Regions from separate parts of the Zea mays genome. Here region 2 is linked to region 1. Evidence: chromatin contacts called from public Hi-C data. All regions are on one chromosome and are shown on one strand. Each heading gives the region's core, a stretch centred on a gene start, on an enhancer-like site or on the middle of the called end of the contact. The rest is flanking DNA. Distances are from core to core; before and after follow the strand shown.

What was found. Hi-C and Micro-C count contacts between places; a contact is called where the count stands out from the background.
Region 2: a contact with region 1 is called in a Hi-C map of ear, with 4 times the contacts expected there. The contact joins the promoter of LOC100502227 here to the promoter of LOC100283380 in region 1. A contact is called at or near these places in 2 of 25 Hi-C or Micro-C datasets (ear and tassel).

What each region holds. Positions count from the first base shown.
Region 1 is chr8:114,683,066-114,690,272 of Zm-B73-REFERENCE-NAM-5.0, forward strand. LOC100283380 (elongation factor 1-delta 1) reads right to left here and starts at 3,075. Exons shown (of 8, transcript NM_001156281.2): 1 at 2,890-3,075; 2 at 2,233-2,346; 3 at 2,037-2,153; 4 at 1,876-1,960; 5 at 1,510-1,633; 6 at 1,264-1,377; 7 at 1,001-1,162; 8 at 416-828. The coding sequence starts at 2,318. The coding sequence ends at 827. LOC103635722 (a long non-coding RNA gene) reads left to right here and starts at 5,045. Exons shown (of 3, transcript XR_557580.2): 1 at 5,045-5,081; 2 at 5,159-5,190; 3 at 5,392-5,441.
Region 2 is chr8:115,071,640-115,078,846 of Zm-B73-REFERENCE-NAM-5.0, forward strand. It overlaps LOC100502227, which reads left to right and starts at 2,506. Exons shown (of 6, transcript NM_001196704.1): 1 at 2,506-2,626; 2 at 2,712-2,748; 3 at 2,859-3,081; 4 at 3,193-3,354; 5 at 3,548-3,667; 6 at 3,779-4,100. The coding sequence starts at 2,590. The coding sequence ends at 3,916.

The sequences.
Region 1 (7,207 bases), core at 1,825-4,324:
CCCCGTTTACAAACACTCACTCCACTTCCCCGTTGGATCTACTTGTTCACCTAAACGGGTACCAACAGAGTTCTTTTGTCCAGCAGATTGATGGGGTTTTTAGACGTTGGTTTCTGATTCACACATTCGTCATGGAGGCTTGGGCGATCAGGAAGCTTGCCGTCATGGAGGCTTGGGCGATCAGAAAGCTTGCATGAGCATACGACATGGGAGATGCTTTTTTCTAACCAGCTTTTTCAGAGAATTTAACTATAAAAAATCTAGCGTACGTGTGGAAAAAGATAAATATGTTCAATATAGAAAGTGATGAATTTCTACTATTATAAGGACTTGTTTGATTATGTGTTTATGTTGATTTTAGATGCTCTTTACTAAATCTATTTTTATAGTACCTACCTGAAAAAGCTCAACGTTTGACATTCTGTGGCAGATTTTGATAGGCATAAGCTAAAAAAAGCTGAAATAAACAGAACCGAACATGCTCCAGAGTGATACACCTCCAACCAGCCAGACCAAGGCATTATGCATCCGATCACACAAGAATTACTATCTTCCAACAGCTTATTTAAAGTATTGTCTAAATATAGTTATCTTCTATTCCAGCCATCCAGGTTTCTCGCTAGCTAAAGATAGAAAACGTAAATAGCTCTCCAGGGTGCAAACAAGATATAGAAAAGTTGTTGAGATTAAAAAGATATAGAAAGTGCTTTTTATGTAAATGACTCCAAATGATAATTTAGAAAAACTCTTGAAGATGCTCATGGAAAATTATAAATTAGGCTGGTACAGTGCCCACCAACCACCATTGCCACCATCACAAGGAAATTTCTGCAACACAACAGGATTGACCAAAAGTTATCAACACATTGAGAGCAGAAAAGTTTACAACTGGACAACCCAGTATAATGAGTAGGTTGCATGACAGACCAATATAATGAGTAGGTTGCATGGTCCTAGTTATGCTACTGCAGCTGTAAGGATTAAGTGATGAATGACTTACAGATCTTGTTGAAGGCGACAATGTCGCAGCTCTGGACGTATTCGCTCACTGGCTCAGCGCAGAGATGGTCCTCGATGAGAGTGTCAACAGAGACAAGGTCATCGACAATGGTCATCATGATTTGCAGCTTCTTGATGCCATATCCAACTGGGACAAGCTTGGCTGCAAAGGGCAGTAAATGTTCGCATCAGAAACATAACTAAATGGTCAAACAAATGTGTGATTCACAAAATTCTGTGTGTGTGAAAACTGAGGTAATATACATGCGCCCCAAAGCAGTCCTTCCATCTGGACACTCCTAACAGCTTCCTCGAGCTTGGCCATGTCAGTCTCATCGTCCCATGGCTTCACATCAAGTAAAACTGACGATTTCCCAGCTGACAAGGTATGGAAAGGTTAGAACCATGCTTTAAAGCTTTTGGGTATGAAACAAAGCCTCAACAACAATATAGCAATAGCAAGGGTGTGTGATTGAGAGAATAAAACAGAAACTATGCACACTGACATACATTCTTTCTTCTTGCCAGAAGCCTTGGCAGCCGCAGCACGTTCTTCAGCAGCCTTCTTCTCCTCTTCAGTCTCCTCGCCAAAAAGGTCAACATCATCATCGTCATCCTCGTCAGCAGCTGGGGCCTGTGGTTATTAGAAATGCACTTCAGTGACTAAACTGGGTAAGTCAGAGATTCATATCTCAGATATTGAACCACATGGTTGATAGCTTTAGTAAACAATAATAATTCAAGTCAGCAATCATCACAAACAAATTATGTGAACATATTAAACGACTAACAATTTTCAGCCGAAAATCACAAAGAATGGGCGCAACACTTCAGTTCATTTAGTTTTCACCCAAAATAAGAGTTAAGAATTTATACCTGTCCATCAGCAACATCAAGAATTGAAGCTGAAGGAACCGCTGATGGCTCAACCTTAACACCTAGGCCCTCTGCGGTAACTCCACTGAAATAGTATGGATTATTAGCACACTCACTGCTAACGGGATACCTAGGAAACATAAAGGCCAAGAAGGGCATACCTCAGCCTCAGGAGTGCATCAATGTGATTAAACCACCTTGCTACATTGATATACTTGGATGAGGGATCAGCCAAAAATGAAGAGTAGACAGCCAGGTCATCCTTGGAAGCTTGGTAGCTAGAGAAACATTAATGCAGCATAAGTTCAGTAGAAATGTTATGACCATTGTGCAAATAGAGTAGCTCCAATCACATACCCAGTGATGTAGCTGCGAGTGAGAAGGTACTCATCAAGCTTTTTCAGCCCTGCCTCGGCGTTGACATTTGCAAAAGAAACGGCCATCTGCCCTCAAGAAAGATTAGCAAGTAATCTGACGGCACATATGAGTATTGTTAGGACTTGAAATGTCAAATCATGACAATAGTTAAATAAAGAGAGAGAGAGAGAACAATACTGCCGCTAGTACTGTAAAACAGAATCATTAACAACTACAAAGATATTAGATTAACAAGCACCCTGAACCAAAATCTAAACCAAAGCTATGTTTCTGAAATGTCATAGCTTAACTCAGACTCAGACCTTAAGTAAACTTTATGGGCACCCCGACAACATATCACAGCAACAAGATTCTTAAAATCATGAGACAGTCACTGTTCACCAAAACGGTCATTTAGCCCCTCTACACACGGTTTAAACCAAACAGCACTAAGCGCACGTTTCAGCGCGCTGAAGCGCTAAGAAGACGGGTAACGCGTCGCTGTGGGGCATAAGCGCTCCCAAAGCGGCGCGACCGCCTTGGTCGAGTAGCGGCTGCTGGCTCCTGCCCTCAGACCGCGCACGGCGCAGCCGCCGGGGCCGGGCGCCGTTGACGATCCACCGGAGGCGGGAGGAGACAGAGAGAGGGGGTACGCACGTAGGGTCACCGGCCGGTGTGCGGTGGACCGGAGGCGGGGGCGTGATGCGACTGGCGAGAGGCGGGAGGGGAAACCGCTGATGCCGTCACTGAGAGCCCGAGCGCGAGGAAGGGAGGCAGCGGAAGATGGATCGCCGGCGCTGCGAAGAAGATGGAGATGGAGATCAGGAGATGGGAGGATGAAGAAATGGCGGCGGCTGTGTGCCTTCGCTGGGACAAATATGGATTTATATCATTATGAAAACAGGGCTTTTGGGTAGTAGCTCTGGACCTCTGGTTAATTGTTCTGTTGGTGGGCTTTCCTGTGTGCTGGCTCTCTGAATCAGGGGGTCGGTCTACGAGGTCGTCTGACAGTTTGCTTCATGCTTCTGACTGCAAAACTTTAGTTTCGACGAACAATAATATATTTTTGTTATAAAAGTAATAGAAATGAAGTTCTCCTCGTGTCAAAAAAAATGAAAACCAGACTTCGACCAAATGACATCAGGTGAACACGCTTCGCTATTACATCATTCTTAAACATTTTTTTATAGATAAAATGCTATTTAGGAGGTTATTTGAAACATAAAACTATTTTACTGCAACGTTAGTTCTTGATCAGACACTTTTGCCCCTGGATGAAAATAGCCGCTCAGCTCGCTCGTAACAGCCTGTCCGCAGCTAAAAAAAAGGTTGTCCGCCTACGCTCAGCCCTTGGACAAATGTGCAGGCCGTTATTAAAATATTCTCAAACACTGTCTAAAATCAAGTATATCATGTACTGAGAGCCACACACTCGGTACACACAATTTCTTCGGTTCCAAATGACAACTATATTCTTTGAGCAGTAACATGTCATGTGATGACAAATATCATGCCAACATTTCAAGTTCATTCATAGCCATTACCATCAAACACAGATTACATAGGCAGTCTCTTGCACCATATAGTTGGAACTAGTTATTAAAAAACATATATATACTACTATATTAAGGCTGTAAGGGTAGTCTGCCTCCACCTCATTCTGCCTTCAGCCAATCTGCATCGTCCATCTATATGCGTCAAATCATCACCGTCCGTCTCGTCGCCTCCGCTTCAAGCCTCCTCCATCCCTCGATCGCAACTGCTCCTCTCTCCGCTCCCCTCTTCCTCGACAGCTAGATCCTCCATCAGGCTTCATTCGCGCCGTCGTCGGCAACGGCTCCGGCCTTCCCACGCCGCCGTCCATCCTCCCCCCGACTCTCCTCCCCACACCGCCGCCGCTCCCACCACCCGCAAAAACACCACGCACACGGGCGCGAGCGCGGAGACCGACCACCATGACACCACCTCCTCCTCCGATTGCCTCTGGCCTCGCCATCCCTCTGTCCTCGACTTCCCTCCGTCCTCCCGGTCTCCAGCCTCCCGGATCGGAAGCTCCACGTGGCGTGACAGCTCGTCTCTGTCGTCTATGGTGGCGGCAGAGGTGTACTCGCCGACCGCGGCGGCGACGGCGCAGCAGCAGCGGGAGAAGGCGGCGTCGCAGGTGTGGCGGGCGGTGGTGGGGTGGATCGGCTTCCTTGTTCAGGTTCTGCTTTCCAGCTCTTATCCTTCGTCGGCGTCCGGTACCCGCTCCTCTCCGGGCCCGCGGCCTCGAACCCGTCGCCGGAGGTGGCCTTCATGCCGCTCCGCTCCGAGATCCCAACTGACGCGGCACCTGCCCCGACACCTGCGCCTGAGCCCATGGGCCACCTCACGGTACGGAGCTTCGATTTTTTATTCGATTCGGTTGAGCTTTTGAGATGTCCGGGGTGGGGAAACGGCGCCTTTGTGAAGTAGGAGTAGAAGGGTTTCAATCAAATAGTATTTGGACTTGGATGTGCTGATCAAATTGGATTATGCTTCGGTATTTGGGGATGATTGGGATTAGTTGGAGTGACTGATTTAAGGCTAACGGAGGTTTGGTGGTTTAGTTCAGGTAGTATTGTTGATTTTTGGTTATAGAATAATTAGTATTTGGACTATATAGCAGTCCTTCCCCGATGAGTTGGTTAATAGCATGGGCAATTAGTTGCCCTACAATTGCAAAATAAGGCCTTGATCATTTTAGTAGTACATACTTACGGTTGCATTATCATCTCCTCTCCAAACTGGTGGTGATATGTTTCCGGTGGCCTTCAAGTGAAGCTTTGGGACATAGTTCCAGAATACTGGTTCCCTGTCATTCTGTGTAGGTGAGTAGATAACCTTCTATCATTGTTAAAAACTTCTTGATTGTAGCTGGATTATGACATATATACTATCTTATCAGCTGATCCAGTACACGGGCTGTTATACTGTAAGGTATGCCCATAGTTGGATTTCTGATAGTTTGGATCGGCAAAGAAGCTTATAGCTTCTCATAAAAGGAGCCAAAACTGAAACTGGAAGTCATATCGTTGCTAAGCGTTACTACTTAAGTTCCTTGAAATGAAGTCAGACTAAACATTTGTCTCTTATGTTTACGCATCTGATATTCTCACAACATTAGAGCTGTATGTTCAGGTAGTGCTTGACTTGGATGAGACTTTAGTTTCTGCATATGAATCATCTAGCCTTCCTGCTATTGTATGTACACAAGCTGTTGAAGCAGGATTACATTGCTTTGATATGGAATGCATATCTATCTCTACTAATCCTTAAGGGTGGACGGAGGGCGTCCACAGGCCTCACCGTGCCCCCGCCCGTGATGCCCGTCGTCGCGCACGTCTTCCTCCTTTCTCCCCGCATCCCACACGCCCCGCTCCGCGAACTGCTCCTCCCCCGCCCCGCGAACTGCTCCCTCCCACGCGTGCCCCGCCTGCCCCCGCACCCGTCCTCGCGATGCCTGCCCTTGCGTCAGCCAGGTAGCCATGGCCACGGAGAGCTGCCACCCGCGCGCCCTCTTGTGGTTCGCGCGGTCCTGCATCCCCACTGTCGGCGTTTCGAGACAGGGGGGTCCCTAAGCCGACGAGTGAGTGTGCTGCGTGCCCCAGCCCAGATGGGTCGAGCGCGTGGGCGAGCGCGAAGGGGGGAGAGGCGAGGCGGCCGGAGCCGAGCGTGAGAGAGGTGGAAGTCCCGCGGCCTTCGTGTTCGTCCCGCGCCCAGGTCAGGTGCGCTTGCAGTAGGGGGGTTACAAGCGTCCACGCGGGTGAGGGAAGCGAGCGGCCCCAAGAGAGCGCCTGTCCCGTCCTCGGTCCCGCACGGCCAACCTCCTCTGAGAAGGCTCTGGTCCTTCCTTTTATAGTCGTAAGGAGAGGATCCAGGTGTACAATGGGGATGTAGCAGAGTGCTACGTGTCTAGCGGAGGGAGAGCTATCGCCCTAGGTACATGCCAATGTGGCAGCCGGAGAGATCTGGGCACCCTGCTGGCGTGATGTCGTGGCTGTTGGAGGTGCGGCGGAGCCTGATGGAGGGACAGCTGTTGGAGCGGTCGAGTCCCTGCTGACGTTGTCCTGCTTCCGTAAGAGAGCTAGGGGCCGCCGTCGTCATAGAGCTTGTGGAGCGCCATCATTGCCTCTCTGGCGGAGCTGGCCGGATGAGACGCCGGTCTTGTTCTCCGTGACCCGAGTCGATTCGGGGTGGGATGATGATGGCGCCTCCTGTTGACGTGGCGGTCTGTGCCCTAGGCAGGGCGACGTGGGGTTTCCTCCGAAGCCGAGGTTGAGTCTGCCTTCTGTTGCCGTGGCCGAGCCCGAGCCAAGGGGTCGGTCGAGGCGGAAGTCGTTCGGCCGAGGCCAGGGCGGAGTCCGAGCCCTGGGGTCGGGCGAGGCGGAGTTTCGTCGTCTTCCGGGTCTTAGCCCGAGTCCGAGCCCTGGGGTCGGGCGGAGCGGAGTTCGCCGTCTTCCGGGTCTTAGCCCGAGTCCGAGCCCTGGGGTCGGGCGGAGCGGAGTTCGCCGTCTTCCGGGTCTTAGCCCGAGTCCGAGCCCTGGGGTCGGGCGGAGCGGAGTTCGCCGTCTTCCGGGTCTTAGCCCGAGTCCGAGCCCTGGGGTCGGGCGGAGCGGAGTTCGCCGTCTTCCGGGTCTTAGCCCGAGTCCGAGCCCTGGGGTCGGGCGGAGCGGAGTTCGCCGTGGCGCCTTTGGCGAGGCCTGACTGCCTGTCAGACTTACTCTGTCGAGTGGCGCTGCAGTCGGAGTGGCGCAGGCGGCGCTGTCCTTCTGTCAGACTGGCCAGTGGAGCGGTGGAGGGACGGCGGTCACCTCGGCTCTGCCGGAGGCACGTGTCAGGATAGAGGTGTCAGGCCTCCTGTGCGTTAAATGCCCCTGCAATTTGGTCAGTCGGTGTGGTGATTTAGTCAAGGTTGCTTCTGAGCGAAGCCAAGGCCTTGGGCGAGCCGGTGATG
Region 2 (7,207 bases), core at 1,256-3,755, 390 kb after region 1:
GTACTTCTTCAGTGGCTTCATCAATCTGCCTTTGAAGATCAGCTAGTCGGGCCATCTTCTCCTTGTTCCTTTATACTTGCTGATGAAGTATCTCCATGTTTCTGATTTCTTGGTCCAACTCTTCCTCCTGAAGTGTTGGGCTAGTGGCCTTCCTCTTCTGGCTTTGGGCCTCTCGGAGAGAAAGGTTCTCCTGATTTGGGTCCAGTGGCTGTAATGCAGCAGCCCCTGTCGCTGAAGCTTTCTTCGGCGGCATGACGAGGATCAGTGCTTGCCGAAGGTGGTCGAAAAAAGGTTCACCGGAGGTGGACGCCGGGGACTTGTTCTCAAATGCTATGAATTAAGAACAAGGCAACACAAAAACAGATTATTTGTTAATGACTTTCGTCCTTCGAAGCATTATTTCCCCAAGGATATAATGCTTTCCGGACGAAGGACATGAAGGACATACCTTCATCATCTCAACATATATATATATATACATAATAACAACAAACGAAGCATGCAAAACATAAGAAACAATGTGAAGAATTATATAACATTATCATATATATATTTTTCTTTATATAATTGCCAATGAATATAAATACAATATTGAGTTACATCTAGTACCTTCGGCTTGACAGAAGACAAAGAAAGCGTGACGCAAAAAGCAAATGCCAAGTCAGCGTGAACAGTACGGGAGTACTGTTCACGCTATTTATAGGCACGGGACGCAGCCCATGTGAAATTACATTCGTGCCCTTTACATTTGCTAGTGACTCTAAAGTAATCCACCGAGGTCTGAATAGTCTTTTCACTTTTAAATCGGTTCCTTTTTTTTGCCGTCATGCCGAAGCTCCCTTGTGTGTAGCTTCGGCGCCGTGTCATCCTTCGTGATGTTCCTGCTTCTCACTCTGTGTAGTTCTGATTCGAGTTCGAAGATACCTGTTCATATATAATACTCGGAAAATATTGTTAAATCATATTTTTGAGGACCTTCGAAGACGAAGGTCCCAACACCGTACCCTCTTGGATCGATGCCACACGACGAGACGAGCACTTACATTACATCGTGCAGTGGTTGTGTAGGCCATGCATGCAGCATGCATGCCGCACCACGCACGAGCGCTCATTGCTAGCTGGCCGCCCCCGCCGCCGCCACATGCATGCTACGAGTGGACACTACCGCCGACGAAGCCATCGCTGCTCTGCTACCCTCCTCTCACATGCATACGCGAGGTGTTAAATGTACGCCACGCCATAGTGGCAATTCCAAGTCAGCTAGAGAAATGCCTACACGACTAGTACGAGGGTGACGTAGATCTACTGGGATTTTATTGGGACCCAGAAGTACACGAGCACCAATATAATGGTTAGTGCATTTGACTCGATGTAAATTTAACCGACGTTCAGTAGTACTAGTGATTATCCGACTGGGTATCCAATAATTAATATCTGCCTTACTGCCATTCTTCTCGGTCCAGTCTGGTTTGTTTACCCTCTAAATTATATAATCTAGTTTAAATAAATTAAGAAACAAATAAACAACATAGATCAGATTATTAGGTGAATTATATAATCTAAATATATATGGATTATGATAATCTATAAGCAGACCACTATATTTACATATAATCCATAATCCATAAGCTGGATTATACGATCCTGAAAGCAAACAAACAGAGCCTTAGTTACATTAATACCTGACACCGAGAAAAACTATCAGGCCAGGTCTACATTTCATATTTACGGAATGTTTGGATATCCATAAATATATCCTAAATAACATCTGCAGTATCCCTCTACGCACCCTACGATGATGTGTCTATCTCTTCTCTGTACGAAGAGAGGGTCCCGGCCCGTTCTCTCGTGATTATATTATTCTCTCTCGAGGCTCACACACGGAACTTGTAGCTACTGATACATACCAGCTCACAGCAGATGAAAGACCTTACGTACCTTGTCTGTCTGCACTATACTAAAGGGGACTGTTTGGTTTGATGGACTAAAGAGTAGTCTATCCATTTTAGTCTCATTTAGTTCTTAAAAATTATCAAACGGTTGGACTATAAACTATATTAGTCTCTAGTCCCTCAAGAGATGACTAAAAGGGTCTAAACCATATAAATATTCTACTTCTTGTTTCTTCTTTATTTCAGTTGCACAATGATGAGAGAATGCTAAAAGATATTTTAGTCCTCTTATGATTTATTATTTAATATGTTTTGAATAGTTTTAGTCCCTAAAATTAAACAGTGTAGGGACTAAACTAATTTAGTCTCGTACCTAAACTTTAGTCCCTGAACTAAAGAATAAAGAAACCAAACTGAGCATAGGAGACTCATCATTTTTCTTAGCAACAGCGGAAAGGCAGGCCGCACGTACGTACGTACTAATATATTCTTTCTAGAGCAGACATAGTGGCCTGAGCATACCCTTGTCTCGAGCTCAGCACATTCCTTTCGATGCGCTATATATAAATAGGCCACCACGCCATTATCACACAGCTAGCAAATGAACCAGCCACAATAATCCTGATCCTCGATCTTGCGTCGTCGTCGTCAAAGAGACGACTCGATCATCATCTCATCTCAGAGCACGCAAGCAACAATGGTTACTAGCATCCGCGTCATAGTTGGAATCATAGGTACGGTACTTGATCGATTTTCTGTCTGAATCTACGTACGTACGTACGACCCCTGCTGCTGATGTTTTTCTTTAATTTCTCGCAGGATCTGTAGTCTGTGTGCTCCTCTACGCGGTTCCAGTGTAAATAATCACTAGACCATGCATGCATATGCATTTCCTGATCGAGCATGAGTTCTCCGATCCTGCGTTCATGTAAAAACAAACGAACAAACAAACAATTAATTTTGCAGGCTGACGTTTAAGAGAGTGGTGAAGGAGGCCAGCGTTGGGGAGTTCTCGTGCGTGCCATACATCCTCGCCCTTTTCAGCGCCTTCACCTGGGGCTGGTACGGCTTCCCCATCGTCAGTGACGGGTGGGAGAACCTGTCGCTCTTCGGCACGTGCGCCGTCGGAGTGCTCTTCGAAGCTTCGTTCGTCGTCGTATACGTGTGGTTTGCGCCAAGAGACAAAAAGGTACACGCCGTCGGAGTCGGAGAGCATCAGAATTATACATGCATATGGTTTGCTCATCATCATCATCATCATCATCAGAACATTATTTGCCGGCCGGCCTTTAATTTGCAGAAATCTGTCGTCCTAATGGTGTCTCTGGTTGTGGCAACGCTCTGCGTCATCGTATCCTTGTCAAGCTTCGTGTTCCACACGCACCATATGCGCAAGCAATTTGTTGGTAGCATTGGTATAGTCACCTCCATATCCATGTACAGCGCTCCGCTTGTAGCCGTGGTGAGTACTCGTATATCTATGATCAGTTACCACAGAATCTAGCTTGGATTGCAAATTTTGATAATACGAAGGCTAGCTAAAACTCTGAATGAAAATAGGGCTTCTAATCTTGGATTGCAAATTTTTGAATTAATTACTAGCTCACCATGTTCTGTTTTTGTTTTTTTGTCCTCCCCACCATGCACAATTGCAGAAGCAAGTCATCCTGACCAAGAGCGTGGAGTTCATGCCTTTCTACCTGTCGTTGTTCTCCTTGCTGACCAGTTTTACATGGATGCTGTACGGCATCCTAGGAAGGGATCCCTATCTTACGGTAATTATATGTATATATATATATATACATATGCACGCAATCTGGATTTACTGTCTACTGTTCTGCCTTTGCTTTAATTTGCTGATCAACTTTGCTTCGTTCTGAACGAAGGCACCAAACGGCGCCGGGTGTTTAACTGGACTTCTTCAGATCGCTGTGTACTGCATTTACAGCAGATGCAATCGACCGCCGAAAGCAGTCAATGGTGCGACAACTAGCCGTGAAGATGCAAATGATTGCAAGGTTTGACTTGGAGAGTCTTAAGAAACTGCCTCTCTCCGACGACGCTAGATACTACAGTGGCGCTATTAATTCGCATGTGTGCAGTTATTATTATCTAATTGTAGCCTTCGCTAGCTGTGTCTGTTGTAAGACTAGTTTGTTTTACTTGGGGCAAATCAATGGGCATAGCACCAGCAACCAGTAATTAACCACATTCTGTTCTTTCATACTTAACGGAAAGGATGTTTCATTCGTGAGCTCACGCTATATAACTAAACAATTGGCTCTGTCACGGTAAACAAGGCGCCCCCCTGCCGGAGCAGTAGTGTATTTTTTTCTCTCTCCCTCTCTCGTGATGAAAATGAACTTTCACCATGCCGGGGACCTACAGCTCCGACGTGCTCACCATCAACCGCTGCCAACCGTGTCCGCTACTTTCCTGCTTCAGGTTCTAGTTTACAGCAAAGCAGGGCAGCTTCGAGAACTAGGCCGACGGAGATCATCACTGCACCACGCATTAAATGTTAAAAGAGTAATAGTTGGAAGCTAAATATTGTATGTTTGTAGCTAAGTTCCGTTGCTCGCTAAAAATATATGAATTCAATAAGTCAATGTCCATATTCGACTTTTTTAACGTAATGGTAAAAGCTCTGTCTTTCCATTAGGAAGAAAATTAGAATTGATCCAGTTTTAAGGAAAACCGGACCTAAAACCTACACAAAGTACCCAAACAACACAAGCAGTGGCAACCCTACACACAAAGCACATCTAAAGTCATCGTTGCCGAGCTCAACACAAGGTACGAGCATCTCCGACTTCACGCAGACGGGCCGCACACGGCCAAAAAAGAACGATGACGCCTATACCTTACACCTGGCACAAAAGGAGGAAGACCGCGCCAGCTCGTCACCGTTGTCACCACGCCAGCAACAGCCGCCGCCGCCCCTCCCGCGCACAGGTGCGCGTTCCTACCGTGCAGGCACTGGATTCGACCGAAGCCCTGCCGGATCTGGGTCCACCTGCCACCCGCCGACGTGGAGGACACCCCGCTCCGGCGAGATCTCTCCAGGGAGTCGAGGCGGTCGCGCCCGGCTAGAGCCACCGCCACGGCTGGACCTGAGGCACGCCACCCACGTTACGACCCGACCATGACCCGTCGGCCGCTGCGGACGTGGCCATGGCAGCCATAGACCCCTTGCTAAATAAATTTGGGCTCATATTCTGAGTACTCTATACTGAGTCAAGAGTTTAGGGTTTGACCCAGTTTAGCATGCATCCACCAGACCGCACTCGACTAATGGCGCTCGGCCGCGACATGCAGTTGCAGATGACCTAGATATTGTCCAACCATGGGCGGACCTACATTGGCCCCAGCGAGGGCATAGACCCTCGCTCATTTCTCTGTTATAAATAGTAGAGTCTAGATTTTCAGTGTGAAGTCCTCTGTTTAGTGTTTCTTCTAACTCTGTGTGTGACAAGCGGCGCACCGTACAGCATAACAGAAACACATAAAATTCCGACTGTAAAAATAATTCCCCACGGTTTCTAGGGCCGCCATGGGACAGTGGCTTATTTCTGATGGTCTCTGATAGCCGTAAGAAATAACAGTATGTCTGACGACTAAAAGACTTGCACTCAGAAATTTATACAGTATCTGATGGCTATTAGAATCGACAATGTCGGAAATAAGGTTAATTTCTAACGATCTCTGTATGAGACGTCGAAAGTAAAGAATCCCGGCCAACAGCGTGCCTCTCAAGCATGCCATCTCGTTCAACCGCTCGCCCATTCGCTAAGGCCTTGTTCGTTTGTCCAGGAATAGACCAGGAATCATTCCAGCTGATCAAAACTTATATAAATTAGAGAAACAAACCGACTAGGAATTGATCCATTCCTCTGTTCTGAAAGAAACGAACGACCCCTAAAGAAGGTCGTAGCCGCGCCGCCCTGACGCGCAGCCCGCGCCCACCTACTCCAAATGCGGCGCCCGCGCCGCCATCGGCCCCTCCCCGTGTCTCCAACTCGCCTCACTCCTCCCTGTTGAAGTATGATTATTTCTTCATCAAATTTAGACAATTTAAATTGAAATACGGTTTATTGTTGGGATGGGATGATGAAATTGTTCATGAAAGTTTAATTGATATATTTTAAATGATTAAGTGTTTGTTATTTTCAATGGTCCTAGGCTATTACAAAATTCAAAAAGGTTAATTTCGTTGGTCGACATGTATTTAGAATTATTGAAGTTCTAATTTCTGAGGGTAATTATTAAATCATCAAAATAAGGTCGAACAAAATTTCGCCATCATAATCTCATTGTTCTCCATTGAACATTTTCAAGCGTGAGTTATGCTACCAAAATTTGTTTGGTCTCATGGCTTGTCATAAATATGTGCTTTGTCGGTCACTCACTCACTCTTGGGTGGGTTTAGGCTCTATCCTTTTGTCACACACGAATTTAAGGACAAATACATATGCATCTCACATATGTGTCAAGATCAAGTTTCACACATATGGTGACTCAGTGTACAGAAAACAATGTCACATCTTTATTATTTAATGCAATTTCTATACAAAATAACTAAATAAAATACACTATATGGCGACAATGATCCTCCACCATCATATTTGACTGGGAGACGACAACCAAGACCTCTCCGAACTCATCTTCATAATTCTCCTCTTGGTGGTACCTGTTCTTGACCTGGTATGATTATAGCAAGGGTGAGCTCGCCCATACGGTCATCGATCAGCAAAGTGTGAGCAAAAGTGTGTTTGAGCTCATTTATGGTTGGGGCCCAAAAGGTGTAAGGCTTACCAAGGAAAATGGTTGAGGCTAAGCATAGCTTTTAACTTTGTTGGTCAAAATTTTATTAGCAATTACTAAGTATAAGTAAATACAATCCCAAATAAATGAGAGACCAAAAACAACAATTCCCACAATACAAATGCATGTCAAGTTAAGTTTAATTTCATAAATTACTCATGCGAGTGTCCAAGCCACTCATGACTATGAGCATGGCCGATATATCATATTTACACTATGTAGATGTTGCACATCTTTACCCACAAGTTGTGATACCCATCTGCCAATAGGTCATGTGTCACACCCGGTTTTAAGGGCAAAACCGAATGCATAGCATATGTGTGCCAGGATCTTTTTCCACACATGTTGATGTCACAAGTGTAATATATCAAAAGCACAATGCATAAAAGCGTAAACAAATATTATATTAACATATTACACTTCGAACAAACATAATGTCTTAACTTTTATTCATCAAAGTACAACGAAATATGGACATCCTTCCACAGGAA